Regions from separate parts of the Mus musculus genome. Here region 1 is linked to region 2. Evidence: chromatin contacts called from public Hi-C data. All regions are on one chromosome and are shown on one strand. The core of a region is the stretch at or near the end of the contact, and the rest is flanking DNA. Distances in the headings are between cores, read along the strand shown. Region 1 overlaps Slc23a2 (solute carrier family 23 (nucleobase transporters), member 2). Region 2 has its middle 31 kb from the start of Prnd.

Evidence for each region. A called contact is a pair of places that touch in the nucleus more often than the background predicts.
Region 1: a Hi-C map of bone marrow-derived macrophages shows a contact between it and region 2, with 39 read pairs. The contact joins two enhancer-like sites. A contact is called at or near these places in 3 of 15 datasets of contacts at CTCF or cohesin (the NIH/3T3 cell line, embryonic stem cells and large pre-B cells), 4 of 484 Hi-C or Micro-C datasets (bone marrow-derived macrophages, embryonic stem cells and megakaryocyte progenitors), 7 of 115 datasets of contacts at active chromatin or transcription factors (DN3 thymocytes, the HPC-7 cell line, acute myeloid leukemia and 3 more) and 3 of 9 other capture datasets (adipose tissue, liver and pancreatic islet).

What each region holds. Positions count from the first base shown.
Region 1 is chr2:132,083,276-132,086,976 of GRCm38.p6, reverse strand. All of the region lies in intron 5 of Slc23a2 (solute carrier family 23 (nucleobase transporters), member 2), which reads left to right. Among named protein-coding and RNA genes, the nearest start is that of Gm31179, 55 kb to the right of the region's middle. Within about 2 kb of position 2,361, at least 66 of the 459 cell types and tissues checked have an H3K27ac peak or open chromatin away from gene starts, as enhancers often do. A contact at or near this core is called in bone marrow-derived macrophages, where this site is marked.
Region 2 is chr2:131,980,579-131,984,071 of GRCm38.p6, reverse strand. No RefSeq gene overlaps it. Among named protein-coding and RNA genes, the nearest start is that of Prnd, 31 kb to the right of the region's middle. Within about 2 kb of position 1,336, at least 19 of the 459 cell types and tissues checked have an H3K27ac peak or open chromatin away from gene starts, as enhancers often do. A contact at or near this core is called in bone marrow-derived macrophages, where this site is marked.

The DNA.
Region 1 (3,701 bases), core at 1,112-3,611, 100 kb before region 2:
CAGGGATAGCATGTCTAGGACTTGAGGAGGTGGCAGTAGTAGAGATAGGTCCCAGAGACTTGTGGTCTTGGCCCTAAAGGATGAGAGTTATCTTTCACCTTGGCAGAGGTGGAAGCAAACGCAGTTTAAGTTATGATCCAGCACAGGATTCCTGTCACCAGGTACAAGCCAGGACTTGGCTGAGCACTAAGACCCCGTAGTGGTAGGACTGTGCCTTGAAGGCCTTAGCCATATGACCACAGAAGAGTGGTGGGACATACCTTCTCAGCCTCAGGACATAGGCAGCTATCATCTCCTTGGGAGGATGAGGGAGACTGCCTTCAGTGTCCCTGGGTGACAGTTACTGTCTGTATCTTAATCATCTTTTGTAACTTCGCAGATAATTGGGCAGTTGTGGAGTGTAACTGCTAGATCGTGGTGTGGACCATCACCGGTGCTGAGAATTAGCATCTCAGTTGGCGTTTTAAATTTCTCTGTTTAAAACAAGCAGTTCACACCAAGGAGATGCAAGAGTGGATAGATGGGGAGGGGTGTGGTGGTGTGGGGATGGAGCCCAGAGCTGGGCTGATCCCACCGCTCAGCTAAAGGATTGTATGTAGATGGTTTGTGTTTTGGCTTACTAGTCATTTTTTCAGCCTTCCCCTCATGGAAGTTTTTTCAAGTTAAACTTTTGTGATTTCTTGGATTTCCCAACTCTGGTGGTTATCTGTGTTGTGTTATAAGTTCTGTATTATGTGTTTTTCTGGCATCTGTTGGCACCTGATGCTTCCATCACATTGGGCAGCTAAGGTGATTGAGCCCTGCCTCTTCTGAGGAAGCTAGGAGTGGCCTGTGCGTAGATCCTCCCCGCTTCATTATTGCAGCCTTGAAACTATTGTTCCATAAAAATAGATTCAGGAAAGATGTTGGATTTGAAGGCTGAGCCCTGCGTGTACCTCCCTGGCAGACCTAAGGCTAAGCCCAGAGTGCTCCTCTCTGGCAAACCTAAGGCTGAGCCCACAGTGCTCCTCTCTGGCAGACCCTTCCTTCCCTGCTTTGCTGCCTGAGAGTGTCTTCCTTGTCTCTGGGGACCACCATCGTTTCCATAGGGGGTTGTGAGGCTCACTCCCTAGAGCATGTGTATGTTGGGTGGGCTGATTTCCAGGACACCTCTTCCCGGGCATCCCCTCTGCCTTCCCGCATTGCCTCTCCCTGTACTTCATCTTCATTGCTCAGCTCCTTTGATAGAGACTCAACAGTTCTACATTTGGTTACTTGCTTGGTTACATTTGGTTAGTTTTAGCTACCCCTTGAGCTTGTTCTAAGAGCTCGTTCTAAACCCTTTTAAAAGCTCCCTTTTCCTCTCATCCGGGTAGGGTTATTCAGATTCTCCTTAACCCACAGCCGCCAGCTTGCAGTAGGCATGGCTAGAGGCCCCCACCTCTGTGGAGTCACCTTGGAGGAAGGTTCTCTGAAACCCTGTGCTTCTCTGCCTCACTGATTTTTCTCACAGATGTGGCTAGAAGAGAACCCCACTGTCTTTAGAGGACCCCTCAAGCCTGCTCCAGGAGCCTCACTACTCGGTCATCCCCAATAATGTAAGAGTGCAGGTAGGGGCTACCAAAGGGGCCTCTCGTGGTCAGGCACAAACCTGCTTAAGCAGATAGCAGATTCCTTTGCTGAGCCACTGACACTAGTTCAGTATCTGGTTTCTGATTAGCCACTGCCCATAAGAGAAAGTCTCCTGCTTTCTACCTTATTAGCTTCTTGTAGCCATAGGGTGTGTGTGGCAATGTGTAGTATGTATGTAGTGGGCTGGTGGGGAGTGGGGTCTTGCACAAGTGGTATACTCCCTGAGGGCAGCACACTTTCCAGGTCTTACATCTGGGGATGTTGAGCCCTCACTATCAGAGTGCAGAGAGGTTATTTAGGGAGGTTGGAAATTTCCCCACATTTCATCATCCCTGAGGAGGAGTCCTTGTGTTTGTGAACCAGTTGGAAGTGAAGTTGCAGATAGCATGCTATTCCACTCTAAATGGGATGATAGTCTCTGAGTAACCACAATGCCATTTATCAACTTGAGAAAATAATTATACCATCATATCATCTAATATGCAGTCTACATTTAATTTCCCCAGTTGTCCCTAAAAGATGTGTTATAGCTGTTCCCCAAGCCTCTCCAAGCCATGGTCCAATTAAGCTTGTACAGTGTTTTGCTTGCTATGTCTCTCAACGTTTTAAAGTCCAGGCTAGGTGTCATGGACTCAGACCCCAGTTTGTCTGGTTGTGTCCTTATGGTGCTGTCTGACTGGGTGCATAGTCTCTCACTTGCTGTGAGCTGGAAGATGGGCCAGAGGCATGGATGATTCAGGGTGAATGTTTCATCCAAACTGCCAAGTCGGTGACATCATGACCTTTAGATTACGCCATGCCAAGCAGCACATAATAGCTGGTTGTAGCATTTCCCACAAATAAAAAGTTTACTGCCTACGTTACTAAGAAAGCATCTTAAGTAGTGTGGTGAAGTGGAAGGCCACTGCAAACCCGGAAGGAAATGACCTTGAAAGACATCATTTCTAGTCAGCTTCACTGGGTGACTAGACTCACCATAGACGTGGTGGCTTGGATTCCTTTGTACCACTTACCAGCCATGAGAATTCAGCCACACTGCCTAGCTCCTCAAAGACCATTCCCCCGGATGAAAAATAATATGTAGCATGTTAATGAGTGTTGTGCACGGTAGTGCCTGCCCTGCTGGTGCCGTGAGCTGTCATTATTACCTGGGCTCTGGAAGGGAGGTAGAAGTTTGGTGGAGCAGCGTGTCCCTGATGACTATTACAGGATTGGGTGTGCCCCCTGCTCACACAGGCAGCGTCCTGACTTGGATGGATTAGAAAACAGCAGCGGTCATTCGACCCAGCTCCTCCTGAGGCCTGAGCCCGTCCAGCCTCCATTGCATGTTTGCTGGGGCAGGGATGCTGTCCATGTTTCCACAGATTACTCTTTATCGTTGTTGTTTTAATCTTCAAGGTGTCAGGGATTAAAAGACTGCCTGACTCTTTGCTATTTTTGGATTTAACAAATTTTGTTCCCTCTACACTGTTTTTTGGTGTGTGTGTGTGGGGGGGGGGGGTTTCTTAAAACAGGGTTTCTCTGTGTAGCCCTGGCTGTCCTGAAACTAGCTCTTATAGACTAGGCTGGCGTTAAACTCACAGAGACCCATATGTCTCTGTCTTCTGAGTGCTGGGATCAAAGGCAGGCCACATCACCATCTGTCTTCTCTACACCTCTTTTTATTTGACCATGAGATATGCTAGCCTGGCACATTCCCCATACCACAGGTTGCCCATTCTCTTCCTTGATGCTTCTCCTCTCTAGGCTGGTGGCTAACAAGGGTGAAAGGAGTCAGGTTCTCACCAGATGTTAGGGGAAGGAAGCGCCTTCCACTTCACACAGCTTTGAGACTGTTACCCAGTAGCAGTGCTTTACCAAGCATACCCATAAACTCCCTCAAAGTATTGATAAAAAGTCCTGTGCTAGGTGTGGTGTACATAACTTTAAGGCAGATAGGTCTCTGTGAGTTTGAAGCCAGCCCGGTTTACATGGTGATTTGCAGGCCAGACAAGGCTACATAGTGAGACCCTGTCTTAAAAATGGATTAAATAAGTAAATACCCATTATCTAATGAGTAATTATATTAACACCTAATTGTATTAACATGC
Region 2 (3,493 bases), core at 87-2,586:
ATGTAGTCAACACTGCAGTCCCAACCCAACCTTTTCTCGGCCATCTTTCTCAATGGTTTACTTCAGCCATGTGCACAGCTCTAGCACTTTGTCATTGGTTCACTTCACCCATGCACACAGCTCTAGCACTTTGTCATTGGTTCACTTCAGCCATGCACACAGCTCTAGCATTTTGCTCACTGTCAGCTCCTTTCTCTATAGTGGAAGCTTCCAGAAAACACAGCTCTCTCTGTTTCGCTCACGGCTGTATTCCTTCTGTTCAAGACACCTTTCTTGCCTGTGCTGAAGGAATGACAGGTTTTCCCAATAGAATGAGTGTATGGCTACATATCTCTGGTAATTCATCCAAGGGTCGGTGGGATAAGAAACGAGCTTCCCTTGGTGGGATGGAATTCAAGTTATATGTTACCCTGGGGTGGAGTGCCAGATCTCTTCCTTTGGCTTCTGGGTAAGAATTTACCAGAGTTCTTTCTTATGATCTTCACCCCATCACACCTGTATCACCCAGCTCAGTTCCACTGTACCATCCTGGTACTTTAGTGCAGTGTCTCAGTGCTCTATGGTGACATCACAGGGCTAGACTGTGACATCACAATGCTCCATGTGAATTCACAATAATGAACTGTGCCATCACACTGCTGCGTTTTTGCCACCACAACATCCCACCCTGACAGCATTGCTGGATGGTGACATCACAGCGTTTATTGTTCTATAACAGTGTGCTACTGTGATATCATAATGTGGTATTGAGTTGTTACACTGCTCCTTTGTGCTATTATCATGCTATCCTTTGACATTAAAGTGCACCAGTGTGTCATTGTGACATCACAGTGCAACAGTGTTCCATGATAATACTGTATTGTGACATCATTATGCTGAATTGTGACATCTTGGAGCATTTCCCTCTGGAGATGGCATACAGTAGAAAGACCAAACATCTTTCTTGTTCTGTCTGGAGTTCTGGATGAAGGATGAGTGTCAGTTTATGTGTCTCTGGGGCACACTTCAACATCAACTTCTGTTCAGGCAGAGCCTTGGGCTGAGGTTCTCCCAGCATGCATTAGGGGAGGTCCTAAATAACTCATCTCCAGAGGGCACCTGTGGAGGCAGGACAGGAGACAGAAGCTCTAGGAGAGATTCAAGGTCATTGTCTATCCCGGAAGGATTTGGAACTAAGGGAAGATTGGCCTCTCTTCAACCTGGCTAGGTGGTAGCTTATGAAAACAAACAAAAACAAACAAATAAAAACTCCCTGCATCTTTCTGTGAGAGGGACTAGACATGGACCCTTGCCTGTCCTGGTTGATGTTAGGATGCCCTCTGGTGGTGACGATGACTGCATAACATCTGCTTCCTAGCTCTACCAGTGATGGGCAAAGTTAGCCTGTACAAGTGCCTGTGCGTGCGTGTGTGTGTGTGTTTGTGTGTGTATGTGTGTGATTTTTCGTTGTGTAGCCCAAATTGACGTGGATTCTAGGCTCTCATACTCATGATTGTAGCCTAGGTAGACCATGTCTTTTACCCTGATGTCCTTACTTGGTTTGTCTATTTGTCCCATACTATTTTGCATAAGTAAGGGGGAAAATGTGATAGCTTCCCACCTTGAACTATGCTTTCCTGAGTTCAGTGGGTTTGGACATAGTTTTTGACGTATTTCTGGTGCATTTTGCACTTCGGTATTTCCCCTTTCTTCTTTTGTTCATTCGTTCATTTGTTCATTCTGTCCTCCTTCTCCCGCCATCTTTTCCTTCCATGTTTCTTTTTTAAAAATTTGAGACAAGGTCACCTTGGATGGTCTGGAAGTCACTATACAGACCAGGTGATCTTGTACTCTCAGCGATCCACCTGCCTCTGCCTGAGCACGGGATTAAAGGCGTGCGTGCTAAGTCTCTCAGCTCTTTTGGTGTTTCCTGTGTCTGGATTCTCAGAATCAAATCTTGACTCCTTTAATGTGAGGCTGTGATCTATGCTGCCCACCTCCCTTTCTTCACTGACCTAATGTATGCAGCATTTATTCTTGTCTCGTGAGGGCTATGCAGAGACTCTTCATGCTGTTTTCCTCAACTGGCAGCAACTACTGCTCTCATTATTGGTTTTAGACTAAAATCCTCACAACCCTGAAAAGACTCAAGAATTATTGCAAAACCCCGAAGGCTGAGGGGATAGCTCACTATCTCTGCCTGTGCTGGACAGGCAGAGAGCATTGAACCTCTGTGACTTATTGGCCAGCCAGTTGAGCCTACTTGGTGAGGTCCAGACCAGTGAGAGACAGACACTGTCTTAAACAGAACAGTGGATGGCTTCCAAGGAAAGCTTAAGGAGAGACACGTGGGGTTGTCCTCTGGCCTTCATATGCACAGACTTGCACACTTGAGTACTCACATACGTGCACATGCGCATGCAAACACACACACCCCACAAGTTAATGATACTGCTCATTTATGAGTAAGCACCGGTACCCATGAAGAATGCTTTCAGTGTGGATGTTGGGTTCGGAGATGGTTGGGGACGTGGGCTCTGTCTTGTCAATCTCTAACTCCCTTAACTGTTCTTTGGCTTTGAGAAATTCAGTATCCTTCTATGCGGGGACACCGAAGCACAGACTATTCTCTTGAAAGGACCCTGATGTTGGATCTAGGTTCATCCTGACAGTTTCATATTATCCTACCTGTGTGGACCTGGCCTCCAAACACTCTCCTTTAGAGGAGCTGGGAGTAGTGAAATGTATTAAGATGCAGTGGGGGAGTGGGTGCCCCCACATTCGCCTATCCAGAAGTTCTGAACAGGGTATTAAACAAGAGTTTTAAATACATGTGGAAAACCCCCCATCTGCTGAACTCAGCCCTTGCCTTCTGAGCTGGTGCCTAGTTCGACAGTGATGTCACCTTTACTACATTCCCAGGCAAAGGCTTGCTCTCATAGTTGTCATTCCTCTGCACAGTACAGGAACTGCTGGGCCAGCTGCAACTTCTCCCCGGGGGGCCTCGGACTTTCCTCTGTCTCTGTGCTCGGTGGGTTTCCTTTCCGGCCAGCCCTAATCTTGCCAATATCAGGAAACAGTGACAAAAGCCGGAGCCAGGGTGTCCTTCAGCTGGCCCCCACATCGCCTTGGCGTGCTGGAGACTCAAGAACAATGGTGCTTGAGAAAGTCTGCCTTCTGTTTCCTCAGGACGGACACCTTCATCCTCACCTCCTGTTTGGGCTGAAGCTGTTTCCCTGGCAGAGACGACTGGCCGGCCACTGGAACTTTTGCCTTGAGAAATGAGGCTTCTCCATATTACCATATAAGCATAGGAGAAGGACTCTGTGCTGTGAACTGGGGAGATAGCTTGTGAACTTGAATTTCTCTGTGTAGTTTTAGGGTTTTTCATTCTTCAAAATAGGAGGACAGAACTCAAGGCCAGCCAAACCTTGCTCTTCCTTCTACATGTCTGTAGGAAGCTAAGGACCCCTACCCAATAGCTCTGTCAGATCTCCTTCAGCACTTCAGTCCT